Linked DNA regions of Mus musculus: regions 2, 3, 4, 5 and 6 are each linked to region 1. The links are chromatin contacts, called in public HiChIP or PLAC-seq maps. All regions are on one chromosome and are shown on one strand. Each heading gives the region's core, a stretch centred on a gene start, on an enhancer-like site or on the middle of the called end of the contact. The rest is flanking DNA. Distances are from core to core; before and after follow the strand shown.

Region 1 (4,488 bases), core at 771-3,270:
TCTACAAAGTGTCACACAGCACCACTGAGCAGCCCAAACCAGGCCACGGGCAATGGTAGAACAGCGAGTGCACTGGAGTTAAGGATAATGGACGAGGACCACTAGGGCACAAAGAAGCACAGCGCCTGGAAGAAGGTGCAGCCAGCCAGCCAGGCTCCACCGTGAGGTCTTGAAAGAACCTGGGGACAAAAATCCATGCGTAACACAGGGGGGATGATGTGTGTTAAAATGTTTTATATTTATCTCTGCTGAAGAGATACTCGTGTGTGTTTATATATTCAGCTGAACATTCTGGAAACAGACACTGAACTGTGTAGAAACCAAGTTGAATTGCAGTTGGCCACCTTAAACAAGAAAACTGCTGAAACTAAGATAGTCAAGTTAATCATGGTGGAAATGGAACTCAGCAGAGAGAGGGAGGAAGGGTAAGCCTAGAAAGTGGCTAATGGGCAAAGCTATGGCAGATGTGACCTAAGTAACACTGGGTAAGAAGCAGGCAAGTGTCTCCGGCAGCTGCTGCAGCTCGCAGGAGAAGGACTCTCGTAGTGGAGATTATTAATAGCAGTACACTTTGGGAGAGGCCACCATTAATACTATAAAAATATCTCACTAAAATCCAGGAGTGTAAGAGTATAATATGACATAAAAACCAAGACATCTATCAGAAGACCAGCAATAAACAGACAATGTTGAATCAGAAATACATTTTTAAAATCACACATGTGGACAATCTATTTGGACAAAGACACAGAAACATAGCTATGAAAAGAGTAGAAAATCCTTACAGTTGGAAATAATACAGGTGACAAGTCTCTGGCAAAGGTCCTTTTCCACAACAAAGATCATCACTATGAACAAATAATTTTAGATTTCTTCTTATGCTTTCTTCATGGAGTATGATGACATGTACTTAATGGAAATATTGGAACTGACATCACCTAAGTGTAATGTCCCTAAAATGTTTACATAGGAATAAACAGACATATATGTTTTACAGTAAGGTTAGATGGGCCCTGTGGTATTTTAAAATTGGTACAATTTTCGGTAAAACAATTCATTACTACCTACCAAGAACAGAATAAAGTTAATTCTTTACCAAGTAATCCTACATCTACAAATCTGTGCATAATAATATGACTAAAAATTTTTTGTATACACATGGCCAAAGCATGTCACTATTCAAATTAGCAAAGAAGAAGAATACTGCCACATTCACGTGGCAGATCAGACACTTACCAGTACTCACAGTCTTGGAGAAACACAAGCAATACAGTAAGAATGGGTCTAACTGCCAATTTTGCGTAAAAATAATTAAATATTTAAAATTATTGTTTTGGTTGTTTCTGAGCAGTAAAATTACTAATAATTTAGGAAGTTATAAAGAAAGTATTTTATTTTGCATACAATAAGCATGTCCTATTTTTGAGATGTAAGTTGTTCAATGAAAATAAAATTTACTACATAAGCTACTCAATCCAGATAATTTGGGGAGATATCACATTTCTAAATTCAGAATTCATACTTTTGCTTTACCAAGAAAGGCCTTCACGATTGTGGTACAGTTTTTAGTAACACACACAAAAAAAATCTCTATACATATGAAAATTTTACTATAAACGGGATCATTAGACATTCTTCCTAAAAACAAAACAAAACAAAAAAATAAACAAACAAAAACCCAATACATTTTCTTAATAATTATGGCAGGCCTTTTCTGAAAAATTAACTGGCTGGTCTAAAGTCCACTAAAAGAACAAGATTAAAATTATATACAACCTAAACTAACTGAAGTCTATACATACAAAACCAACAGCCCATTAGGTTATATTTGAAAAAACACTAAAAATTTTAATACAGCTTTGTCTCTATTAATGGCACAGTGATTAAGAACAAATCCTAAACCAAAGCAATGTTGCTGAAGAGGTGCTGTGTCACTTTGTCCTTGTCCAAAGCACTGACTGAGGCCGTGGACAGGAAGGACAGTGCGCCAACGTGAGGGAGCCCTGCCTGTCTCAATGGCTGCCAGGTGAACTCAGCTGACTAGGTGTGATCCCTGGCTAACAAGGCAACAGAGAACAATCCAACCACTGACATAAACATTTCAAAATTTCAATGAGTAAAACTGTCTCAATGTGTAGCTTAAGTTAAAAATCTTGAAGGTGATTATACAAGACATTTTAAGCATATTACAAATGGACTGTAATATGCTCCCAGACTTATCTTCCAAACCTAATTATCACAGCAGCTGAAAAGTGCCAAGCATGTTAGGAAAAGGTGTATGTAGATAGACCACAGAGATAGTGGAATGCCAGGAGGTAAGATCACTGCTCAGGATCACCACAAAAACTGGGAGACTCACCTGTTTGAGTCCCTGGTCTACAGCATTCAGCTCACACTTAAGTCAATAAGGACCGAAATGGCTCATGATAGTAGTCACCCAGTAACACAGTTCCTAGGCTACTTACTGGGCTCTTTAAAGTCAAACATGGTGATACACACAACCAAAGCCTGCTACTAGAAAGGGTACAGCAGAAGAATTTCTAGTTCAAGGCCAGCCTGAGCTGTCCAGTAAGACTGTCTCAAAACATAAACACAATGAACAACAGAGAAGGACCTGTGAGTGTTTTCCCACACTCACTGCCTGCGCCCAAGCCCTACCCCACTTAGTCTTCCACGCTGAATGAGCACACCAGATGTTTAAGAATCTGATCTAAACCAACAACTGCCTATCAAAAGAGTAACACATAAGAGAAATTCTACAGGAACAGTCTAGATACTTGAGTGTTCCAAAGCTGGAATGAGTGAATAAGTGAGATTTATACATTCTAATATTAGCTGTAAGAATGGTTTTCTTCTAATATACTAACAATAAGATTCACCAATATTTCTCTTGCTAAAAAGAAAAATCAATTCTGCATTCTTATTTTAGATGTGACCAAAATGTAGAAAAATAATGAAACTGGAATTTTAGAATGTTACTGATGGTACTACCATAATTAAAAGCATTCCAGTTTCAAGGGAAAATAAAGCAACTCGTACATCATTTCTGTTCTCCTAAAGGATAATCAGAGCTTCTTAAAATTATAAGTTAAAGCCCCAAATCTTCTTTATATTAAGAATTACCTATGGAGTTTATTTTTTAAGATTACTTTTGCAGGTAGAGGTGTGTGTGTGTGTGTGTGTGTGTGTGTGTGTGTGTGTGTGTGTGTACAGGGAGTCTCTGAATGTGAATGTGGGTTCTTATGAAGTCCAGTAGAGGGTGCCAGTGGGCCATGAACTACAGGTAGACTGTGCACCATCTGACGCCTGGGGACCAAACTTTTGGCCACTATTATGAGAGCAGTCTGCACTATTAACAATGGAGCTATGGCTCCGGCCCCCTAAGGAACTGATTTTTACCAAATATTCTAGCTGATGGGTTCCTTAATGCTAAAGTACTCAATAGTGACTGATTAGCAGCTAGTTTATTATTTGTTATTTACTGTTACGAAAAACTTTAATCTTCACACACATTAGGTGAGAGCCTAGAAAAACTGATAAATTAGACTACCCTCATAGTTATGATACTTTGATAAGATAAACACATTTTCTTTTAAAGAGAGAGAGAGATGAAAGTTAAAAAATATAGCTATAATTATAGTTTTAAAGAATTTCCCACAATTTTCATAGGTCATGCTTTCGATTTTGTTCAAAACAATAGCTCCCCACAAATAGCAGCCGAGTCAGCACCTCTGGAAGGGATATGATGCTCTCCAAGACATCTGGCATAAAATAAGAGCAAACTATATGGTACTCCAGAAGAGTTCTCTCATAAACACTTAAAATATCTAAACTAACAAAGATAATGAAAATCCATTTAAAGTAACCAAATGTGGAAAGAGAAGGTCTCCTAACTCTGAGGTTTCCAGGAGTCAGAGGCAATGAGTCATGCCACACTCAACACTGTTTTTATAAAACAAAGCCTGGACATTCTGATTAAGACTGTTTCAAATCGTTAGCCATGTTCTTTATTTCTAATTTTCTAGTACAACTTTTATTCCCATACATAGTTTTATCTTGGCACGCAGCTGCACGGCCGTAACCTAAGCAATGTCAGAGCAGTGACATGAGAAAACCTGCAGGAAGCCCTCAAGGTCCTCGGCAATGGGTCCTTCAGGATCAGCTTCTGTGCAGTTTCCAAACAAACGCCCTGTGACATAAAGTCTCCTGCAAGCTAAAACTCCGTATGTTCTTTACAAAATAAGAACAAGAGAAGAGAACATTATTAACTTCGCTATTAATACTTCAATTGTTTAATATGTTTTTATGTTTGCTAATTTTTGTCTTTTAAATTATTTGTGTTGGTATTTTCTTTTACAGAAGGAGTAAACTAATCGCTTATTTTACGAATGACATTACAGCTGTCAGAGGCTTCTTGTAAAATCTCAAATGCGAGCAGTGACCTCACTCCACAGCAGCTTTCAAACTGACAGGTGAAAGACAAGGAAA
Region 2 (4,492 bases), core at 272-2,771, 710 kb before region 1:
TACCTGGTAGTCCTTCTACTCCTCAGCAGTTTGTCTATCCCCTTCTTTGTCCTGCTTCTGAGAGTGACACAGGATCCATCCTCAGCCAGCCCAGGCTAGTGTCTTCTCAAGGACTCTTCGCTACATTCACAGACTGCCACATGCACCATCAACTCCACAGCACCATGTGACTCCAGGTCTCACCTCAACATTTCCATGAGTGTTCTAGGTCAGGAACAACTTTACCCCGTGAATGCCTTAGAAACCCAGCTTGTCCTCAGCGAGTCAGGTGCTGTCTTTTCCTCTCTGACCCACTCTTTGCTGCTTCACTGTTGTGACTGGCTTCTTTCAGAGACATGCCTGGGCCTGTCCTGTGGGCTGTTCTTCCCTGGTTACTACAAGGCTGAGCCCTAACAAGTGTGCAGATGGAATAAGTGGGAACTCTCAATGGACACCCCTAGGCATTCTGGTCAGCTGTGGATCCATGTGCTGTGACGGCTGCACACCCCACTTGGTGTCAGTCTTACCAGCAGCTCAACCCAGAGCATCCTCCCTAAACCCTGCCTTCACTGTTCTTTCGGCTCCTGCCAGACCTCAAAAGACAGCCATTATCTCACCTTGGTGCCCAAGTGAGGAATGGAGAAGCCCTGTGTGTGTGAGAGAACACTTCCCTTCTTTGGTATATCTCATTTTAGCCAGGCCACTGTCATCTAGGCACAGGCCTTTCAAGGGCACTGCTCATCTGCAGTCTCTCCCTACTGAGATTCCTCCTACTAGACAAGCTGACTGCTCTCTTACTTTGCCAAGGACTGAATTGGACCCACGCTGACAATACACGCCAGTGTGAAGCTGTAACCATCTGATGTGATGTCATGAGAAGGAAGAATCTTCATCGAGTGACTGCGGTTAGATGAAGTCATGAGGGTGGGCTCCACAATGGGATTAGGAACCTTCTAAGAAGATACCAGAAAATATTCTCTCTCTCCCCAACACCCCATCATGTGATGATAGGGCATGCTGATAGCCATCTGAGGTCCAGCAAGTTAACAGGTCAGCCCTGATTGCTGTTCTTCTCAGCCTGTAGAACTGTGGAAAATAAGGAACTCCTTCGGGATACTTTGTTTTAAGTGCCCAAGCTATTAATACATGCCACAATCCTCCAGTATGAATTGGAGTGGACCTGTGATCCAGTTTGGCCTGAAAATCTTCCAGCCTGTCACCTGCCCACCTCAGCCTGCCGGGGCCTTTGGGTTTTTGGAGCTCACATGGCTGGCTGCTTGTCTGATCATGGCACTTGGAGATGTTTATAACCCACACTCCCATTTCCTCAGCAACCCAAAGTCCTTTGGTCTTGCATCTTGAATCATGTCCTAAGGGAAGCCTAGAGTGACTTCCCTGCGTCCCACACGGACACCAGATTTGTGCTTCACAGTGCCATGTGCATGCCTCTAGCACACCAGGGTCAGACTGAGAAGAGTGGCTGTCTTATGGGTCTGTAAAAGCCACAAGGGAGCCAATTCCTTGTCTTGTTCATCCTCAAGCTACTAAGCCCTGGCACAGTGTGCAGACACAGCGTACTATCAGGGATCTGAGCACAGTGGATTTCCAGATGGGTTGGACACTATTTTTAGAATGTGGAACTCAAAGGGGATTGTTTGTCATCTTGTTAGGGGACCCTGAGGGAGAACAGGCAGAGTAAAAAATTTACCCTGTCCTATTTCAATTGCCTCTGGACAGAGTTCATGATACAGAAAGAAAGAAACCCCCAGACCTCACTCACCTCTCACTGACTGCAAGATTCTGTTGCTTTAAATAGCACAGAAAAGTGTTCAGGACCCAGTTAGTCACCTTTTTTGGCTCTGTCCTAGTTTCTTTTATCACATTCTGGAAGAACTCCAGTAGGCCAACTTCATTCTGTTAAAAAAAAAAGTATATATGTGTCTGTGCATATGTATGCACCTACACTCCTCCCTAAATTTAAAGACCCGAATTTGGAAGGCAGTTGGAAACCACTGCCTTCTGCTGCTACAGGACATCTACGCTTCCTTCTGAAACACTGAGCTGTCACCAGAGCAGTCTGTTTACTTCAGCAAACATAAAGACCCTTCTACTGCCACTCAGAATTCATACAAGCATATTTTAAAGGGAGTATACCTATATTTTAGAGTGCCTACCATCATGGACAGGAGGATAGTGACATCTACTCTTTTCTGAACTTGCTGTCCCTCAGGGTAGTGAAGTAGACTTACATGGCTTGACTTTGATGACCTTTCTCTCTTCTATCCTGTCCCCTTCTAGATGCCCTGGTGACCACTACCAAAGGAGGTGACAGATGGAACAAAGCCACCTGTATTCATCACGTCCTGAGAGATAGGCAATGATGCTAGACTGTTCCAAACCAAGCAAGAAGATGTACATGTGTGACCCAGGGAGACTAGCTCCACAGTGGGTAGAGGAAGCCTCTGACTTCTGAGCTAAGCTTGGAGTGGTGGCCTCCCCTCTTCTCATGCTCCACAAGATATTCACCAGCTTGGTCCAATGAGGAGACTTTTCTCCGGGCTTTCCTGCTTGCCCCACTCTGGACTGCAGTATGAGTAAGGGCATGCTCCTTGCATTCACTCTGGTAAGTACAGACATGTAGGTTCTAGCCACAGAAGACTCTTGGTAAGAGCCAGTGTATGGCATTGGGGTCTCTTGTCACCAAGTGCCCACTATAAATCACATGTGAACGCTCGTCCTCTGTTGTACCATGCTCACCTTGAAGTACTAGGTACTGCCACAATTATGCATGAGAGCAGCTAAGACACTCATCAAGTTGTATGCTACTCATCAACTCACAGTGATTAAGCTAGCCCTAATACTTCTGTAAGAAAAATAAAAACATGTCCTATTTGTAGTAGAGACTTAAACCTCCAAAATCAGATGGTATGTTTAATTACATATGTACACACACACACACACACACTGCAGTATGTACACGTATGTGCCAATGTCGGTTGTAGGCAGTGACCTCAGGTCTTCTGCAGGAGCAGAATGTACTTCCCACCACTGAGTCATCCCTCTAGTCTCCAGATGCATACTTTTAAGCAGCATATTTTTCTTACCCACTGGAATTCAAATTATACAATATTATTCTTGAAATATTCTTATGTTTACTCTTCAGCTAAACTCATAACCCTTTCCCTGTAGAATTCTTCATTAAGCAAATGACCATTCTAGAAAACCAAGATACTAAAAAGTGAGACATACTAACAAAGTGCACTCAAACTTTAGCTACTGTTGAAGTTTAATACGTACATCTGCACACAGCTGCTACAGTAGACATTCCACAATAAAAAGCATCTACACGGCCTTTAACTGATGAATTCTCTGGTGACAAGCCTACTGAATAATCCCACAATCATTGCTTGCATCTCCTTTTGAGCCACCACTATTATTCTGCTCATGCTAAACTAGGGCAAAGGCCACCTCAGCAGCCCAAACTTGACTATAGATAAAGGCAACCCAGGTAACTCGAAGATGTGTTGCTTAACTTCTGGAAAGTCTTCAAACTTCTCCACTGGTTCACGAGTCACTGGGGAGGGGAGGAAGGGCTATGTGGCTCACCCTGGGCAGGCAGAGTCCTTCCTGTTCTCACTCAGACAGGTTAGCCCACTGGTAGGATGAGCTGTCAGGACCTTTTGCAAGGTTTTCCTTGCAACAACCTTGTTTTGCAAGGAAAGTTTTCCAAAATCCACCTAGAAAAACTGCACTAAAGCCTGACAGCTTGGCTGAGTGGCTGGGATGTGATGGATAACTTCTCTTTTACCCTTGGGTGGTTTTATTATTGGATGGATAACCCTGCGAGTCAGATTTCTGTTTGTCTTCACATGCCAGTGCTGTGATGAAGCCTCTCTGAGCTGGAACTCTACTTCACTGGGGGATACAGGTTTCAGTGCAAAATTTAAAGATGATGTGAAACTAGCAATGGCAACAGAGTGAGCTACAGGGAGTGAGGCTGCAAGGGGCTGAGGCTGCTGCAGCTGCCACCGCCTAAAGAATGACTGATCAATTAGAGCTGCACAGGGACTGCCTGCTCTGCCCTTTAAAGCAGGTGTCCACTTTCTAAGGAGAGAACACACACGCGCGCTCGCGCACACACACACACACACACACACACACACACACACACACACACACACACCTGCTGCTTCTTGACAGTTTTCTTAGATCCACGAAGTTGGCACACAGTAATAAGCCTGGAACAGATCTCTGAAATCTCTGATGAATATGGCAGCCCAGCCATCTGGCTTTGTGAGGAAAACAGTGGACTGGTAATTCTCTTAAATAAAAACCCTATTGAGAGTGGTGCAGCAAGGCCACTCCTTTAGGCCTTTAACATCTTCCCCCAAACAACAGGCCCCTGTCTATCCAAAATTCAGCCATGCAGCAGGTCAAACCTCATGGCTGACATGACTCCAAGTGTAGCTTCAGAGATGTCTAAAGCAGCAAGGGCCACAAACCCTGCCCTATG
Region 3 (4,632 bases), core at 1,266-3,765, 660 kb before region 1:
TTAAAGGGGAAGCAAAATGTGTGCGCGCGCATACCAAGCTCTCAGTTGTCAAAATGTGTGTGTGTGTGCACATATACCACGCTCTCAGTGGGCAATAATCTGCACTAATCATAAACAGTACATGATAAGATAAAATTGCTGGCCTGGAAATGTTTTTTAAAATATGAATTTCTGAAGAAAAAAATGAAAGAAGGCAAAGGAGTGAAGAGGGGAGAAAGAAAAAACATAGAATTATAGAAATTGACAACCAAATACAATGTACAATCTTTGACTAGATTCTGGAATGAGAAAACAAAAGATACACTTGAAAATGAACTGTGCCAAATAATGGCACTGTGTCAAGGTTAGTTTTTCTGAGTGCGACATTAACAGGGATCCATATATGAGAATGTTTTTTGTTGTTCTTAGGTGATAAATGCTGAAATATTTAGAAATAAAGTCCTATGCTATCTGTAACTTATTCTCAAATGGCTCATCTAAGGGGGGCAGCCTAAGGGCAAGGAGAATTTTCCCTGTACTGTTCTCTCAGTCCTTCTACGAATGTGAATGATTTCTAAATAAAACTGTAGGGGCGAGGCATGGTGAGGTGTGATAAGACTCCCACACAGAACAGAGAAGGACAGAGAGCTGGGGGAGGGGAGGCTGTTTGTAAATCACAAGGGCATCTGAAGCTTCTATGCACCGTTGCTAAAAATAAGTTTTAGAAATGAAAGCATCCTATATACTAACTGTATTGACCTAAATCTTTCTATGTCACGGATTCAATTAAGTTATAGGATATTTTGAGACCCCTATATAGGTGATAAAGTATGGTGCAATCAATCCTCAGTAAAATGGAACAAAAAGAGTCTGTGAACAGAGAATTCTATAACATCTATATAGAACATAAAAATTCTACATATAAGTAGCCATGTGTATTTTTAAGAATATAAAAATGTTCTTTTAAAACATATTTTACCTAATACTCATTCTTGCATATACAGTTGGATTGACCCCACCCTACCCCCACTACTCCCCCCCACCCCACCCCTCTCTCTACTTTACCAGTTATATCTTTTTTAGTGGAAAACACACTTACAGAGTTGGAAAGCTGGCTCAGCCATTAAGAGTATGTACTGCTCTTGCAGAGGACCTGAATTCTGCTCCTAATAACAATGTAAAGAGACGCATACCCCCCCAGCACTTGTACCCCCCCCCCACGCCTCTGGCCTCCAAGGGCACCTGTATTCTTGTGAATATATTCCTACAAATACAAAAGAACATACATAATTAAAACAAAACAACAACTTTTTTAAAAAGAAAGAAAATACATTTAGCTTCCCTAAATGCTATAAGTGACCTTACTTTTTACTGATACTTGCATTCTCTTGTCTTGCTGGGTAAATATGTGTGTACACTTTCCAATCTGTGCTTTTCTGAAAGAAAGGGGTTAGGTGAAATTTTAGTTTTAACTATTACTCAGGTTACTGTGCCATCTAAGTTACTTCAGGGGAGTGGTAGGTATTAGTACCACCATCATATTGGCCATGATAAAATGAAAGTACTTATATTTTAAAGATGAAAAGTCAAGAACTGAATACTATAATAATATCAAATGAAATCTATGTGCCATGTGAGAGGCCAGGAAGTGCTTTCACGGACATGGATTTCTCTGCACAGATGTAAACTGGAAGGAGTAAGGTAAATAGGCTGGCTAGCTGACTGTGATAAACAAACAAAGGTAGTGGCTGGCTCCAGGCATTCTAAAGGTTTACAAAAGCTGTAAAGAAAAGGTCCCTGGTTGTATTTTGCTGGAAGTGAACAATTAGCAAATACTGCAGAAAGCAGCGCAGCCTGGTGCTTTACACTAAGATTGGTAGAAAGGCACCTCTCACCCATAATTTTAGGTAGGTTGCTGGCCTCCCTATATCATTGGGTCAATCCCCAGCTGCCTCACCTACCAAGTGGGGTTGCTGCCCCTGACCTTTCGCTCTGTGATGGCACGAGTCTGACAATCACAGATTCTCACTCGTCTAGGTCTCATAAGGAGGCTGCAGAGCATGAAAGAGAAGAACCCTTGGTTATGATTCTTGCTTGAATCTCCTGTGAAAGGAGATTCAAACATCAAAATTTAGAAGGGAACATTTTAAGGCTCCTAGAAACACTAGTGTATTTTCATTTCTACCTATTGTTCCTGCCAGCTTGAGTCTTTTCTCAAGGGACGTGACTGGATGTGGAAGGCTGAGAGGCAACAAGCTCACTAGCAAGAACTCTCTGCCATGAGGAACAGAATGCTCTTTGAGGAGCACAGCCTGAATACCTAACTCTGCCAGAATCATCCAGCCTAGATTTGCCATCTCTAGATGCCAAGGCACAATGACTTCCTAGCTTTGCCAAGATTCTAAAAAAAGATGAGAGAAAGCCTTCCCCAAGATGTCGTAGCAGAGCAGGCAGTCAGATCTCCCCCTGACCCTAAGTGCTAGACATGGAGCTGAATGCTCCTAACTGTTCACCATAGAAGGGCCTGTCCAGAGGACTTGGACAGGACACAAGTACATCCTCATGACATGAACAAGGAATTCCACAGAGCCCGCCCCAGTGCCTCACAGCTCCTTCCAAATATGACAGAAGCTAAACAGCCACATGAGCTCTCACATTCCTCAAGAGCTCATGTAGCCTCCACTCCCTTGTCCCCTGTCTCCATATACTAGGCCTTTTCTGTTCCCCAAGGAGACACCATTCTGACAAGTGGTGAGGAGAACTGAGCTGCTCACATGTGGAATGGCTGTGGAGAAGCAGCATTCCCATCGCAGGGTCCAAGTCTGACTCTTCAGGACTGAGCCGGAAGGAGCTCCTCTGGATGAGTGGCACACAGCCACATGATTGGAGCCACGTGACAGTCTGTTGATAGACGCAGCTTCTTCCATACAGTGGGAAGGAGGCATGCACTCTGAGGAAGCAGAGGTCGACTGGACAGAAATTATTGGAAGACATCTGGCTACATATAAAGTAAAAGTATCAATAAAGCAGTCATCAAAAATGAGGCTGATTCGTTTCTCTCCACCTGACTGCAGTTCTCACCGCTCAGAGGGAAGATAATTTGTGTTAATCTTCTAGGACACTCTTGCTAGTTCCTATAAAATCTACCTAGAACAACTCACTGCCCCCATGCCCACCACCCCACCGCTGCACCCCAAGGTCACAGAAGAAGCTCAATAGCAACCACCAAGACCGGCCATACACTGGCATGGAAGTGCTTCCCAGGTCTGCAACAAGGTTTTAGTTCTGGAACTGCCTCTGGGAAAGCAGAGGCGCCCAGCAGCATGGCCTCGGGCTGCATTTTATGACAGGCCTCCGCATAAATCAACAGAACAAAGCCTGTGTGAGCTACCAAAGTGTCAGACATGTACACAAAACACTATCAGCTTTTTTTCACCTATTACATATTTATATCACCAGAAGACCCTTAAGCTTTGCACTCCCAGCATCTCTGGTAATATGCCCATATTTTATTTTCTATACACCCTTACCTCTGTTTCTACTATTAGACATTTTGTGCTGTGTAGACAAAGTTAACCTAAAACAGTTCAGAACCTGTCTCTTGTTGGAGGACATATTCTAAGAGAAAGAGAAATCAATAACCCTAACCCTAATATGGAATATAGAATATGAAAATGAGACAAAAGCCTTTCCTAGATACAATACCTACAGTTTCTTGCTAAAAACTGAACCTGAGGGGCCCAGGCTGTTGCCCAGAGTAGGGTATGGCCATAAAGGAGCCGACTCCTGAAACCCTGAGGTGCCTTGGGCTCTATAGACCCAGGAGTCATCTGAACAAAGCTGACAGGGTCCCTCCAGGTTCTCAGGGTGAGGACAGAGGAGAAAATGAACTCCAAATCTTCACTGCTGCAAACACCAGAGCAGCTGCTCCACTCAGTTCCGAGGAAGGAGGTGACATCATTTCTATATAGCACTTAAGGGACTGACTCACTAAGGGTGAGATAAGAAAGGCCACTGCTACAGTTTATATCTAAAGTGTCCCCAAAGGCCTGTGTGCAGTTTCCACCTCAGTCACGTCTTAGCTTGAGTTCTGTTTTAGCAGGAGCCACCCCTAAGGATTAATGGGCTGCTCTCAAACAAGCTCAGGTGAAATTTTCTAACTCTGTGCTCCATGAATCCTCAAACTGAAAGATAAATGAAGTGTGCCATAGCGATGGGAGCACTGGAAAGTAGCCAATGAAGCAGGGCTCTAAAAGGGCTCACTCTCAAGCAAACCTCTAATGGATCCCTCTCATCAGCCCTTCATCACCCAAACTTACAAGACATAGAAGGCAATCACTTTAGCCAGAATTAGTTTAAAAAAAAAAAAGTCAGAGTAAGGTCATCTAGGTGCTTTCAAGTACTATAATTACTAAACACAGCCTATAAAATAAGTAGATTTAAAGTTCTTGAACAAATCAAGATTCTAACATATTAAGAAAGACATTATTTTCAGAAAAACAAGATATTTGAAAGATATAAAATTTTCACGAATGAGACATTTACAGTAAAATTTTTAAAAAGTTAAAGATAGGCATAACAAGAGAAAAATCAATAAGCCAGAACAGAGTATAAAGAATACCCAAAATGAAACAAAAATAAAGAAATCTAAAA
Region 4 (4,344 bases), core at 884-3,383, 930 kb before region 1:
AAAAGAGATCTTTTTTAAAAAAGATTTATTTATTATTATATGTAAGTACACTGTAGCTGTCTTCAGACACTTCAGAAAAGGGAGTCAGATCTTGTTACAGATGGTTGTGAGCCACCATGTGGTTGCTGGGATTTGAACTCTGGACCTTCGGAAGAGCAGTCGGGTGCTCTTACCCACTGAACCATCTCACCAGCCCCACCCCCCCACCTTTTTTTTTTAAAGAGAGATCTTTTTTTAAGTTAAACATTTTTTTTTTTTTTGTAAAAGGCAAACTCTATTTCTCTCAGTGGTCAGAAGATAAAGTAGATGCCATTATAACAAAAATATTTTTAACTAAAGAAGTCCAGTAGTTTTTTTAGTTAAATACATAGCATATTAAATACTTATCCAAATAACTAGTTTGCTGCCTTCATTTATTCTGTAGTGTCATTATTAATTATCGCCTCAAGCCACTTTTTCTGGTCAGCTTTTCTTTTCTTTCCCTTCATGCTTTGCCTTGCTCTCCTTCCCTTTTCCTTTTCCTTCTCTTCCCCCCACCCCCTCTGTCTTTCTTTCTTTCCAGGCAAGGTTTCTCTGGGTATCCTTGGCTGTCCTGGTACTCACAATGTAGACCAGGGTGGCCTCAAACTCAGAGATCCTCCTGTCTCTGCCTCCTGAGTGCTGGGGCTAGAGTGGATGAAGCCTGGACTGGAGAGCTGGTTTAGCGTTCTGAACACTGGCTGCTCCTCCACAGGACCCAGGTTTGATTTCCAGTGCCTACACTCCCAGTGCCATCACAGAAAGGTAAACATTTCTAAATCGATACACTTTGTTTTAGACTGGTGACCTATTTTTCGTTTCTATGGAGGGTCACAATGCTTTTGTGATTTAATTTATATGGGAAAGAATGACTTCAGTCGGACAGCACGGTGGCATTTTCAGACCCTCACAGAGTCTGATCGCAGCTGGAGAGGTGCAGTTGTCTGAAGAGGGTCAGCTGTGCTGCAGTGTCTCCTTTGTGGACAGCACAGGCGGGGGGTGGGGGGGGTGGGGGGGGGAGCTGAGCACTCTTCTGACTGTGTGCATGTTAAATGGCCTGATGTAAAAAACAAAACAAAACAAAACAAAACAAAACAAAACAAAACAAAACAAAACAAAAAACTGGAACTGCTCCTCTCCATGAAAACTGATCACTGTTGTTGAGTGTAGAAAAAACTATCTGCTGGATTTTTACTACATTAACCAGAGTCTTCTACTAGGAAGCACAGGGTACAGTTCTTTCTGATCTCAGTATCAAAAATAGTTGTTCTTTCTCTTGACCAACTGGTTTATTTTTACCCTGTGGACAGGAATATTAGACAGATCACATTTCTGTCTGCACGTAGACTGCAACAAAGCTCGAGCTTACCCCCTTTCCTTTCTCTGTTCAACCCTACGGCAGCTTGGTTTGTTTTGTTTTTTCCTGGCCCTCACTTCTTGTGGCCACCATTAGTGGTGCACCTAACTTGCCTTACTGCCTTAGAATGTGCTTGGAGAGAGTGTTCCCACTAGTTGTACTCTTTGAAGGGCTTTGCACGCATTTGGCACCTTGACAGTGGCTGAATGAATATCAGTAAGCTGTTTAAAATTAGCTCTGTTCCTTGGCTTAGCACAGTAGAACGTTTGCTTAGCACAGAGCTTGCCCAGGTTCAGTCCCCAACGCTGCCCCCAAAGGTGCTACAAGTGCAGCTTTTGCATTAAGCTGAGGGTCATAAGACTTATGTGGGTGAGCATACGGCGCGGGGCTGTAGCTCATGTGGTAGAGTGCTTGTGTAACATGCAGGAAGTGCTGGCTTTGATCCCTTGCACTGCAGAAGTCAGGTGTGGTGGCTCAGCATTTGGGAGACAGAAGCAGGAGGAACAGACGTTCATTGTCAGCCTCAGCTACAGAAGTAGTTAGAAGCTATGCTGGGCCAGAGACATTGGCTCAACCTCCCCCCACAAAAAAATCAAAACCAAACCAAAACCAAACCAAACACCTCCAAAACAAAACAGACAAACAATGGAACTATTGAAATGTTGACTGCAAGAGCTAAGTGCAAGCACTAACACTAGAGTTGGCCCTAGGGGGCGGGATGTGGGAATGATTTCAGATTATTATTCCTGACAGGACAGCCTCTGGCAGGAAGTGAGTGAGTGCCCTGTAAGTATTTGCTGTGTATTATTGCTGTTACATAGCTCATGCCACTTGCATAGTTACCTTACCTGCAAAAGGACTTGACCTTCTTTTTTCTACTTTTGAAGAAGTTACTGGAAGGCTGGAGTCTTGGGTCTCCCTTCTGCTTTCAGCCCTCTTCTGCTCTAAGATGAGTTATTTAGACTTTGTGTGCCTCTGTTTCCTCCTATGTAAGGTGCTGTCTTTAATGTTGACAGTTCTTCAATTCTTTAAGTCCCAATGGGTCTTCAATTCTTTGATCTTGCCTTTGCTGAAGCAAGAGGGTGGGGGTTGCTCTGCCTGACTCTTTGATCTGGGATGGCAGAATTCTGGCTCTGAAAGGGACATGGACCCATCACACTGCTCCTGGGCCCCTTCTCTTAGCTTAATCATTGCATGGTTTTTACTTTTTCCTTCCTTTGATACTGTTTCACTCCTTTTGAAAGCAGCATTTTTGCATGCTATGCAATGCCTTGTGTCTGTTCTCTCCCCTTGCTTGGACATAAGTTCGATAAGAGAGAGATCTTTATCTTTTTGTTTCAAGTGCCTGACATACAATAGGTACATGTAGGGATTCAAAAACATTCTTGGATGATCAAATAGATGAAATCTTTTTATGATCCAGTAGACAATGTTGAGTGGATGTTTCTGTTAGTTTTTCACTTTTATTCTTTTCTGAAATAATTTGCTTTTCTGATTTCCACCAGTGACACCATCTTCATGTTACCATCAGGAGCAAATTCCTGAAGGATGGGATAGCCACATCAGAAAAAGCAAATGAGTTGATTTCCAGGAGGATGTGGTCAGTTTCATGGCTTAAGACGCAGACACAGTGGTTAGAACTTTTCTTGTACAAGGTAGATGGAGCTTTCTTCTCAAACAGGACCTCAAGAACTATAACAAGAGGCCACTGGAATCTATTTCAAATTGCCAGAATTTATCACTAAACTCCAGGCTTCTGCTGGCTTCTTCTGATATGCTTCTTGTGACATAGGAATTCCACAGGGGACTCCTTGTGGTTTCCACCGTCCGAGCTCTGCAGGCAGCGTTTGACTGCCCTTTGTTAGTCTCTGGCCCAGGCAGGTGCCTCCTGAAGGGGCCTCGGTCCTGCTTTTCACTGTGTCATTGTGGCTTTGTCCCTCCTCCACCTCAGACCAGTCCTTCTTAATCAACTGAATGAAATTTCCACCCCCCACTTTGGAAAGTCTTAAATATCTCATTTATTATTTATAATATTTATGGATTCTCCAATGTAGGTTTCCCTTTTGAGGGGTAATGGAGTAGTGGGAGTGGGGAGCAGGGTCATAATTCGTAGCTGAGATGGAACCTGATAAACTGCTTGCAAAACTGTCCAGATGCAGGTGCCTTTCTAGAACGTCATAAAGTTTCAAGGGGTTTAGAAAAGTCTGAGGTCATGCCCTTCCTACTTTTGGGGGTATTAAAATATCCTTTTTTACATTATGTGATTGTTAAAATATCTAACAATAGTAATGGCTTCAAATGAGTTGTCTTTGCTTGGAAAAATAGGAAATTGGCAACTTAGCTGATCAAGTATATGTGTACAGCACATACACACACACACACGCACACACACATACACACACACACATACACACATACACATACACGCACACACGCACACACACACATACACATATACACACACATACACACACACGCACACATATACACACATATACACACACACATACACACACACATACACACATACACACATACACACACATACACATACACATACACGCACACACACATACACATATATACACACATACACACACACGCACACATATACACACACATACACACACACATACACACATACACACACATACACGCACACACACACATACACACACACATACACACATACACACACACACATACACACATACACACACATACACATACACGCACACACGCACACACACACATACACATATACACACACACGCATACACACACACACACATATACACACACACACATAAACACACACACACACACACACACACACACACACACACACACACACACACTTCCTCAGCCTCTTGCCCTGCATGGTCAGCTTTTGTTATCAGCTTGGGACACTTGGGAAGAGGGAACCTCAACTGAAGAATTGCCTCAGTCAGATTAGCCTCTTGGGCATG
Region 5 (4,669 bases), core at 209-2,708, 620 kb before region 1:
AACAACACAGATTATCTTTCCTGATAACAGGTGGCTCATTAGCTAAAAGACCTCCAGTCCCAAGACCATAGGTGTTATGAAGGGGGAACCTTTGGTGGCCCATGCTGAGATGTGCCCCTGAGCAACAGACCTGGTGTAAAAGAGGTCTATAGGAGGAGGGGGAGGGGAGAGGACCTGGGGAAGGGATAGAGGCAGGCAAGTGAGAATATAGACAGGCAGATAGACGGGAACAGAGCCATGAGGACAGAGAAAGGGGACAGAGAGAGGGGCACACCCTAAGAACAAGAGAGGGAACACCAAGGACACACAGAGAGATAGAGTGGCAGCACACACCTGTCACACCTGGCAGTGGCCTCAGGTCATGGTGCTTAAGCTAGGTTCCTGAGGTCAGGCCAATGGAATCACCTATATGCTGCTAACAATAGATCTTTAAGCCAGGAGTAACGGGGCATTTGAAGACATTCTGTGCTTTGGTAGCTAGTTTTATGTCAACCTATCACAAGTAAAAGTCATCAGAGAGGGAGGAACCTAAGCTAAGAAAATGCATCTATAAGATTGGGCTGTAGGCAACCTTTAGAGCATTGTCTTAGTGATGGTGGAGTGCCCAGCCCAGCCCATTGTGAGTGGTGCCATCCCTCTGCTGGTGGTCCTGGGTACTAACTTCTGTCTTAATGTTCTATTTCTGTGAAGAGAAAGCATGAACGAGGCAACTCATAAAAGAATACACTTAATTGGGAACTTGCTTACAGGTTCAGAGAGGTAAACCCTCATCATCATGGTGAATGTGATGGCAGGCAGAGAGGCATGTGTTGGAGAAATAGCTGTGAGTGTACATCCTAACCTGGCAGTGGGGGTGGGAGGAGAGAAAAGCCTATGGGAGGGCATTCTCATTCAAACCACCACAGACTCAGAAACCATCACCTTACCACTAGCTGTAAAAATGAGTATGTACAACAGATATTGAACTTTGAAGTCACCCTGTCTTCAAACCAGGTACCTACTCCCACCCAATACCCAGAGTTATCTAGAGGCACCTGCTAAGCGTCTCAGCAGCCCGAACTCTACCCCATCTTAGGATCAGCACGCAGCTGCTGTACCTCAGGACTGGCAGCTTTAGATCCTAGCATGGTTCCCAGAGACTGAGAGGGCAGCAGTGCCCACACACTCTGTGACTAATTTTTGAAAGAATAACCTACTAATCAGCGTGGGAGGGAGCAGAACAGCGAATGTGCCTGTCTTCATATGGTATCACACATCATGTAATACAAATGTACTATCTAATTCAGCATGGTTTCTTCCCTCCCACACTCTCCCTGCGATGGCTTAGTGTTTATTTCTCTTCTGAGAACTTCTCAAAGGTGTGGACTAATTTTCACCACTGGCTATATGTGGATTGGATAGATGAACACACTCATCCATTCAACGCGTATTTGCTGAGTCATAAGCATCACTGTGGAGTTGTAGGAGAGCTTGAGACAGACGTGCCCTGTGATCCCACGGGGCTCCCTGTTTAGGAATGAGACAACAGACAGCTTCCAATAAGAAGCTGAATAAGGAGATCCCAGAGAGCAAGTGTGATAAACCCTCAGGAGCCTACTGAGGCAAATGTCTGTGGCACTTCCCTGTAAGGACAAAGCAGTGTGTCCTGTGTCCCCGAGTTTCATCTCTGTGCAGAAGGTCCCTACAGAGGAAAGGAGGGATCCAGACTGACCTGAAATGACCCAGTCCTCCCCCAACGCTCGAGCAGCAGCATGGCTTAACTGCATTAGTGTGTCCTGCCATTGTCTGGAGGTGACAAGACGTGGCCTCTCTAACCGATGGGTTTACAGGAGTATCCCAGCCAGTCTCTGCCCTGTGACTGTAAGTTTAAAGATACGAATCTCAGATTGTTTGAAGTTAAAAAAAAATCTCCATTCTTCTATTCCCTTTCTTTTCTTTCACTTTCTACACTAAGTAAGAAAGTGCCTCTTCCAGAAATGACCTGTATGAGCCCATCTTTCCCTGTAAGGAGAAAAATGAAAGCTGCCACTGCCTGAGTCCTGACAGTGGAAAGCCTGTTGTATTTGTAAAACATATGTATATGCAGGGAAATTATTTTTTTAAAAAGAATATATAATAAATGTATTTTGACTGCTTTATGTGCCTAAGTAATAAAAGAAAAACAAACTTAATTGATCTAAACCAAATGTGCCCCTTGATGCATGTAGAAACTCCCATGGAGATAATGGAAGGTTGTGTTTGGATTTCAGCATCATGTGTGTTATCCAAAGGCAGAGACTGGTATTTAGTACACGTGAATGTGTTCTGCATCCATATATTAGGTTTTTGTGTATGCCTGTGATTTCTGTATTTCTACTGATAGCCTGGGATGGAGAGGAGTGTTGAGAGCTGAGCTGACTGGCAGAAGCCATGTGAGTAGAGTAGAGGGCTAGGAGCATTTGTGCTCTCATTTCTCCTTGGTAAAAGGTCTCCGTGAGTATGCTTGGAAAAACATTTTAGGAATTTCCATGGTGGTGATAACTTCTAGTTCTCTGTGATTGTACCATGTGGGGCTGAAAAGGGGCAAATAGCAAATGCCCTTTGCTTCTCTGCTTAGCTTTGTTTATGAGCCTTGTTCTGTAGACATATGAGCTAAAGTAGGAGCAGAAATAATGAAGGTATGATAATAACTTTCTCACCAATATGATCAAATGCCTGGCTCAAAGGAGGAAGGCTTTACCTTGGTGTAAAGTGCCCCAGTCCTCTATGATGGGAAGGGCACAGCAAAGCAGAAATGCTTGGAGTGTAGAGTGTGGGGTGTTATATTTATATCATGAGAGATAAGAAGTAAGAGAGAGTGGATGGGATCAGGGACTTTCAAAGTAATGCCCCTGCCTAGTGACCTGCGTCTTCCAGGTAGGGCCTACCTCCTTAAGTTTACATCATCTCTCTAAAATAATGTCATCGGGTATAAGCCACGCATTCAGCACATGAGCCCGTGGGTAACACATTATATAACCATCTTCCTCATCTGTAAAACCAAGGTTCAGAATCCAAGAGAGGGAAGCACAGACACTGGGGACTGGGGGAGGGCGCCCCTTCAAACTTGTACTAAGTCTAATTTTGTCAAGTGAAATGATCAAAACAAATTACATATTTATTCTAGGCACCCATGGAAATGGTGAGGGCAAATTATTCCAACGCAATTACTCTTCAGAAAAGAGTTATTATTCAATTTCTACTCTTGCTCTTAATACTTCACTTATATTTATATCCCTAATGCTATCAGGACACATTAATCCAAGCAAGACACCAGCCAAGAATCTCAGCTATCATTTATATTTGGTATGCTTTTCTACATGCATTTACAACACCAATTAAAGCACATACATGCAGACAGACAGACAAACAGACCCACAATCACATGCTCCTCCCTCACCCACAGCAGAGCCATTTGTGACAGGCTAATTCCTAGTAGATTCTCAGTGGATTGGTTTCACAGCTTAGCTATTCATCGTCAGACAGGGAGTCTGTGTTCTCCCACCCCCGACCCCATGCACTTCCAGTTTGCAGAATGGTGCCAGACTGGCATCTTGTCTTGTGACTTGATAACAGATTCCATTAATAGTGCATCCAGTGGCCCTGACATCCAGTCCTGCTCAGCTGGGGGCATCTGGCAATTAGTGCCAGCCTGGAGAACTGCAAGGGCTGTGGAGCCAGTGCCAGGTCATACATAGAGGCTGACTGTGGTCCACAACCTCTGTATGCACAAGGAATTGCAAAAAGGGAGCTTTGAAATGAAATGAAAAAAAAAAGCTGAGGGAAGATATTGGGTCCAGACCTTCTTCATATTTGCCATCCCACTTTGTGAACTCTGCGGTGAAACAAAACTACCACTGTATCTCTAGGCTGGGCTGAAGCCTAGTTCAGTGGTCTATTTATTCCCCAGCACATGGCTGGGGCCCGGTGATTGTCATTATCATTATTAATGATGGTAATCATTGACAACATGGTAAACAACTTGAAAAGATCTAGCTTCCTGAAGGGGAAAAAAATGTAAGTCACTGTAAGAATGACTCTTTTACATGGGAATAAATAGCACATTTGTGTCTTGGTACTTTAAATTATGTCTTTGCTTGCCGAGGCTGGAGGGCATAGGGCTCAGTTTTAAACTCCAATAAATGAACAAATGGATTAGCGTTAGGCAAAGGGTGCATGTTGATCAAAACCAGCCATTTGGACTTTGGGTCCCTAATTACACATAGCCTTCCCACTTTCTGCCCCTGGTCATTCATTTCTGAATCTGCAGAGCTAGCCCTCCCCAGAAGAGGAGAGAATCACTTGCTAGTGCTGGGATTTTAGGTCATGGCAACTAAAATAGCTTTTTCTGCACAAAATCCCCCTCGCTAAAGCTGAAAATGTAAATATAAGGAAAGCAGGGGCAGAGAGGATCTGGAAACCCTTGACCCACCAGCCAGCTTTGCACACTCCAATAATATGAAAGCCAGAGCTAGATCACCACTCCCTGGAAACCCGAGTTAATTACTTTTTCCACAACACTTGCCAAAGATACCGCTCCGTGGTCTCATTGTGTCCCTTGGACCTGTATCAGGTAACATTTCTTCATGTAGCAAATGTGTTTACCTGGGTAAATAATTTCAATTAAACTGGGACTAAGGCTAAAAAAATA
Region 6 (4,668 bases), core at 912-3,411, 960 kb before region 1:
CTGGATTTGTTAATTTTTTTTTTTTTTTTTGAGACAGGGTTTCTCTGTGTAGCCCTGGCTGTCCTGGAACTCACTGTAGACCAGGCTGGCCTCGAACACAGAAATCCTCCTGCCTCTGCCTCCCAAGTGCTGGGATTAAAGGCGTGCATCACCACCGCCCAGCAGAATTTGTTAATGGAGGAACATTACTTTCCCTTTTACATTTAACTCAAAATTTCTGGCATTTAAAATGGAACAAATTTAGAAACACAAGGTAAAACTTTATATAACTGCATTTACAAATGGGAGTAAAAGCAGGAAGAGTGAGGAATGTTTGGCTTCTTCAATAAAGAAGTCTAATTTCAGTGTCTTAATATTATGTATATAGTTCAGCCAAAGAGAGTATACAGGAATAACACTGGGAAGGAAAAATCTATTTTGAAAGGCTAACATATTACTAATTGTATTATTTGACCTTTTATTACTGTAACAAAATACTTATGTCAACTTAAAAAGAGGGAAGGTTCATTTTGGTTTACAGTTCATTATCAATTGCCCATTTGCTTTGGCCCTGTGACAGTAAAGCACACCACTGTGGGTGCTCATGACATTTGAGAAAATGCTTATTTTATAATTGTTGAGACTGTTAATGTTTTTGTTCTTCAGCCCCCCAAGAGTGCTTGACAAACAAAAGTTACCCAATGGGTATTTGCTGAGTAAAGGAATGATTTGCCCATATTCCAAAGGCAGAGCAGACCTGTGACCTGCTGTTCGCAAAACCCTGCTCTCTTATTCCGTCCCCCCTACCCCCGATTTATATTCAGGAACCATTTTTTTTTTATCTTCAGGCGGCAAAAGCGAAAGTTGGTGATTCGGGCATGGTGGTGGTGGTGGTGGTGGTGGTGATGTACAGATAGTAGGAGAAAGCATGAAGTTTGTACCATCCAGTTGCTATGGGTGCAAGGAAAATTAGAAAACTAGATCTGCCCGATTTTGGTTATCTCCGGAGGTCATTCATGCAGAACAAAGGAAGACTCTTCCTCAGAAGCAGGATTTGGTGAGGCGCCAGTAGGATGCTGTGGTGGAAAACCTCCACATCCGTTTTCTCAGACTGTGGTGTAGCCCCATCCGCTGGGAGGAGGACTCAATTCAAGTTTCAGCCACACTAACCACAGGGCAATGCAAATAGCAAGAGAGCCGCTAACCAAGATTCAAATTCCTCCTATGGGATTTAAAGTACAGGAAGCAGAGCCTGGACAGACCGTCCAAGCACATAGGGCGTGGAGACTGAAGGGGAGAGCTGGCGTGGCATGCTGTTCTCAGTCCTTAGGCAAAGGTCGCCCCAGGTCGAGGGTTGGGCCCTGGAAGAGGATAATGTACCACACAGTGCCAAAGGGCCACCACCTCCCTGCTGTTCTCCATTCTCCTGAGCTCCGAGTTGCGAACTTTCATCCTTGCTAAGGACTATTCATTTAACAGCCCTTTCTTTTTGGCTGGAGGTAGGGTGGCAGTGGGGACAGTTGCCAGTGAATGAACGACACACACCTATGCAATACCCTCAAGCTCACAAATAAGGTCCGAACGACTAAAATTACCCCTAAGAAACTAAACTGCAAAACTGCAACTCTTTGCTTCCTTGCTGGAACCAAATGGCCTCCTGTTCATTCAGGCGAGTTTTCCAGTCCAGTAAAAGGAGATCACGTTCATCTTTTGCCTCAGATCTACTGGGACTGTCCTGTCATGTTAAAGTTCAAATATCTCAGGAAGACGAGACCAGGCGAAGGGAATCCGCGTGGGGCGATGCGTACGGCTCCGCACTCAAACCTTCTGGAAGTGGGAAATCTAAGACGTCCGCGCGTCGCGGTGTGCAGCTTCCTTTCCTCAGAAAACCCTAGAAACCAGCCGGGCGTGCCTGCCTGTCAGGCGTGACGCGGGAGGAGGGATGAAGTTCGCCAGAGAGGCGAGCCCCCAAGGGCGAGGCGTCCTCCACAACGCTCCAGTTCAAGTTTCGGTGGAAACTTTCTCGCAGAGGCCCCGCCCCCTTCACCTAGGAAACCGGTGCGCGCTGTAGTCGCGCAATTCGAGTCTCCCGAGCACCTGGCGGAGGCGGGTCTGGGCGACAGGGCGGGGCTTACTGGGGGCGGGGTCGGAGGCGGTGGAGGCCCTGGGGGCGGGGCCCCTGAGTCGCTCGGCAGGTTGGGCCCCGCCCCTGCCACCTCCCTGCCTCGGAGGGTGCGGGCTGTGGGGCGGGGACCAGCCCGAGACCTGCGAAGCTCCGTCACCCGCTGACGTGCTGGAGAAAAGTTGTGCCCCGACCTTCTCTAGCTGGGTGATTTGTCCCCGGGTCCTCAGACTGAGTTGAAGCCAGGGCTGGAGGTCACCGCGCCCAGACGCCCGAGGGCAGCTGCCCGGGCGCCTGGAGTTGGGTGTTAGGCCCAGAGGAGCCGGCTCAGTCCTCTGTTGTGCCCTGTGCGCTGGAGGCTCGGTTGTTCTCCCGCACCCGGGACCGTCGCACAAACTTTCTGACTGTCTAGGGGACACTGCGTAGCAGGAGGATCCGCGGCCGCACGCAGGTAAGAAATCTGTGCTTGAAGGCTTGCTTTTATTTTATTTTAGGGTGTTGGAGGAGGAAGAGACTGTCCCGAGAACCTCCTTCCTGCATCCTGCTGGGTGGCAGGAGCAGGTTTTGGAGAGAGGACTGGTAGGACGGCTGGGGAAGTCCAGTGACTACCCGGGACGCTGGGGGCTCCTGCAGGCGACGTTACTCAGGACTGACCCTGGAAGAAGAAGGCCAGCTTGTTTTGACGGAGGAAGATGTCATCAGGCTCTCCACCTCTTTTCTCAGTCCCTTGGGTCGCAGCGCCTGGGTCCCCCAGGAATAATTGGCAGAGACGATGAGATCTAGGTCTGTCTTCCTCTCCAAACCTTTCCTGGCATACACCAGAGTCAGAGGCGGTGCCACTGGGCTTGCAGCACTTTCCTGCTGTGAGGAATTTATTGTTGGGTTACTGTTGCTCAATTTCATAAATTCTCTGATGAAACTGAGTTTGAGTTATGGTTATCAGTGTGTGTATATGTATGTATGTGCGCGTGTGTGTGTGCTTGTTTTCCCTGGTTTCAACAAAGCTCCCTTGTTAACCCCACTCCTGCGAGGTTAGCTAGCTATTGTTTTATTTCAAGCTCGGGTGGGTGAGGTGTTGGGGGTGACAGCTACTGTGTTTGCTTGGAGTTTTGGGACTCCTGTGAGTGGGTGCTGAGAATTAGCCCAGGTTGGCTTTAGCCTCCTGTACTTGACAGATCAGCTGTCAACTATTCTACAGGTATTGCAGCCCTAGCCATCCAGGCGCAGGGGGTACCACATCCCCTCCTTTAAGAGAAAAGAGCTCCAAATGAAGACAGGCTGTTCTCAGGAGGAGGAAGGGGGTGGGGTGGGCGGGGGAGATGGCAGACCAATTGTTGCTTTCTTTAGATGGGGCCTACTACTCTGTGGGCTGCTCTGGGAGGGCCCTGCTATCAAGTTCATCTCATTAGGAAGTCAGCTGCTTTCAGCTAATAGCCATAGCAGCTCTGATGAAATTATATAGGTCATTGAAAAATAATTCCTGCTTAATCACCTTTATCCTGTTGATTAGCAAGGGGAAGATTTCCTGTCCTTAATGTACCTGCCTGACCTCTCTTGTGCACCTGGTGTGAAGATGCACCTGGTGTGAAGCTGCCTGGACCTAATGGACCCCAGCCAATGTCCTCATTTGGATAATGTCAGTGGTCTTGGGAAAGAAACTGGGTGAGAGATTCAGTCCAATATGGTAGACAGGTTGGCTTTATTTCTCAGATAAAGACTGATTTCTTTGAATACCAGCAAATTCTTTCTCATGACACTGATAAGAATTTTATCCATCTTTGCTTTGATACAAGTTAAGTTTGAGGTCTCGTATGCCGTTTGTCTTATAGTCTTAGGAATAAGATTAAATTACATGGGAGGAAAGGCAAGAGAGGCTGGCATTGCTGAGGTGGATCTAGAATGGTTGAGAGTGGTGTAGTCATTTAGGCTCACCTGCCCAGCTAGCTTTTTCTTGTTTCTAACTGCTGGATAGTTCTGTACCTCCTAGGTTTGGTTCAGAGCTCTTTCTGTGAAGTTCTTCCCCTAGCAGGACTCTAAGAGTCAATAGCTATAAACCAAGAAACAAATGCACAAATGTATGCAGCAAGGTGGGGGTGAACAGAGAAGCTGGGGAGTAAAATTGTTAGCTTATGTTACTTTTTTTTTTTTCTACAAGGTTTTAAGGTCAGTGCCTCATGCTTGCTAGGGAAGCACTCTATTCCCCGGTGACATCTTCTGTTGCTTTTAGAGGAGAATTTGATGAAGAATATCCCTCCTGTGTGGAAATATTACAAACTGACCATCTCTGATCTCTTCGTAGAAACTTGAGCTTCATTCTCTGTGCGCTTGTCCACAGGCCTGTCCAAAGGGCAGACCCTCGGGCTCTGGCTTTGACGCTCAGTTTACAGCTACTTCATCTTTATTCTCACTGAATTCCAAGCCATGGTTAGTAGAGGAATGGTGTTGGAAGAGTGAGCAGAACTCCAAGGAACTTGTTTATGGATCTCTTGGATAAAACACTAACAGAGACAAACCTTTCTACAGTGTCACGATTGACAAGTGCTTTCAGGCGGCCATATTTAAGCAGT

What was found. HiChIP or PLAC-seq counts read pairs in DNA pulled down with a chosen protein or histone mark.
Region 2: a contact with region 1 is called in an H3K27ac HiChIP or PLAC-seq map of heart atrium, with 14 times the contacts expected there. The contact joins two enhancer-like sites. A contact is called at or near these places in 1 of 484 Hi-C or Micro-C datasets (frontal cortex), 1 of 115 datasets of contacts at active chromatin or transcription factors (heart atrium) and 1 of 9 other capture datasets (embryonic tail).
Region 3: a contact with region 1 is called in an H3K27ac HiChIP or PLAC-seq map of heart atrium, with 21 times the contacts expected there. The contact joins two enhancer-like sites. A contact is called at or near these places in 1 of 15 datasets of contacts at CTCF or cohesin (the NIH/3T3 cell line), 2 of 484 Hi-C or Micro-C datasets (bone marrow-derived macrophages and cerebral cortex) and 3 of 115 datasets of contacts at active chromatin or transcription factors (embryonic basal ganglia, heart atrium and stem cell-derived neural progenitor cells).
Region 4: an H3K27ac HiChIP or PLAC-seq map of heart atrium shows a contact between it and region 1, with 11 times the contacts expected there. The contact joins two enhancer-like sites. A contact is called at or near these places in 1 of 15 datasets of contacts at CTCF or cohesin (the NIH/3T3 cell line), 2 of 115 datasets of contacts at active chromatin or transcription factors (cardiomyocytes and heart atrium) and 1 of 9 other capture datasets (embryonic tail).
Region 5: an H3K27ac HiChIP or PLAC-seq map of heart atrium shows a contact between it and region 1, with 19 times the contacts expected there. The contact joins two enhancer-like sites. A contact is called at or near these places in 1 of 15 datasets of contacts at CTCF or cohesin (the NIH/3T3 cell line), 71 of 484 Hi-C or Micro-C datasets (the 3T3-L1 cell line, the AML12 cell line, the C2C12 cell line and 47 more), 8 of 115 datasets of contacts at active chromatin or transcription factors (a beta-TC-6 cell line, bone marrow-derived dendritic cells, embryonic basal ganglia and 5 more) and 4 of 9 other capture datasets (adipose tissue, embryonic stem cells, embryonic trunk and 1 more).
Region 6: an H3K27ac HiChIP or PLAC-seq map of heart atrium shows a contact between it and region 1, with 8 times the contacts expected there. The contact joins the promoter of Glt28d2 here to the enhancer-like site in region 1. A contact is called at or near these places in 7 of 39 promoter capture datasets (the 3T3-L1 cell line, cranial neural crest, embryonic stem cells and 4 more), 1 of 15 datasets of contacts at CTCF or cohesin (the NIH/3T3 cell line), 4 of 115 datasets of contacts at active chromatin or transcription factors (craniofacial prominence, forebrain, heart atrium and 1 more) and 1 of 9 other capture datasets (embryonic trunk).

The regions. Positions count from the first base shown.
Region 1 is chr3:84,926,888-84,931,375 of GRCm38.p6, reverse strand. All of the region lies in intron 4 of Fbxw7 (F-box and WD-40 domain protein 7), which reads right to left. Among named protein-coding and RNA genes, the nearest start is that of Gm40080, 51 kb to the right of the region's middle. Within about 2 kb of position 2,020, at least 3 of the 459 cell types and tissues checked have an H3K27ac peak or open chromatin away from gene starts, as enhancers often do. A contact at or near this core is called in heart atrium, where this site is marked.
Region 2 is chr3:85,634,325-85,638,816 of GRCm38.p6, reverse strand. Gatb (glutamyl-tRNA(Gln) amidotransferase, subunit B) reads right to left here. Exons shown (of 13, transcript NM_144896.4): 10 at 1,760-1,893. Among named protein-coding and RNA genes, the nearest start is that of Gm46809, 61 kb to the right of the region's middle. Within about 2 kb of position 1,521, at least 29 of the 459 cell types and tissues checked have an H3K27ac peak or open chromatin away from gene starts, as enhancers often do. A contact at or near this core is called in heart atrium, where this site is marked.
Region 3 is chr3:85,588,229-85,592,860 of GRCm38.p6, reverse strand. The region is part of intron 2 of Gatb (glutamyl-tRNA(Gln) amidotransferase, subunit B); the gene reads right to left. Gm46809 (a long non-coding RNA gene) reads right to left here. Exons shown (of 2, transcript XR_001783869.2): 2 at 3,035-4,632. Among named protein-coding and RNA genes, the nearest start is that of Gm46809, 15 kb to the right of the region's middle. Within about 2 kb of position 2,515, at least 24 of the 459 cell types and tissues checked have an H3K27ac peak or open chromatin away from gene starts, as enhancers often do. A contact at or near this core is called in heart atrium, where this site is marked.
Region 4 is chr3:85,856,135-85,860,478 of GRCm38.p6, reverse strand. No RefSeq gene overlaps it. Among named protein-coding and RNA genes, the nearest start is that of Glt28d2, 29 kb to the left of the region's middle. Within about 2 kb of position 2,133, at least 37 of the 459 cell types and tissues checked have an H3K27ac peak or open chromatin away from gene starts, as enhancers often do. A contact at or near this core is called in heart atrium, where this site is marked.
Region 5 is chr3:85,550,485-85,555,153 of GRCm38.p6, reverse strand. It overlaps Gm3740. Among named protein-coding and RNA genes, the nearest start is that of Gatb, 21 kb to the left of the region's middle. Within about 2 kb of position 1,458, at least 32 of the 459 cell types and tissues checked have an H3K27ac peak or open chromatin away from gene starts, as enhancers often do. A contact at or near this core is called in heart atrium, where this site is marked.
Region 6 is chr3:85,885,011-85,889,678 of GRCm38.p6, reverse strand. Glt28d2 (glycosyltransferase 28 domain containing 2) reads left to right here and starts at 2,161. Exons shown (of 2, transcript NM_177130.3): 1 at 2,161-2,552.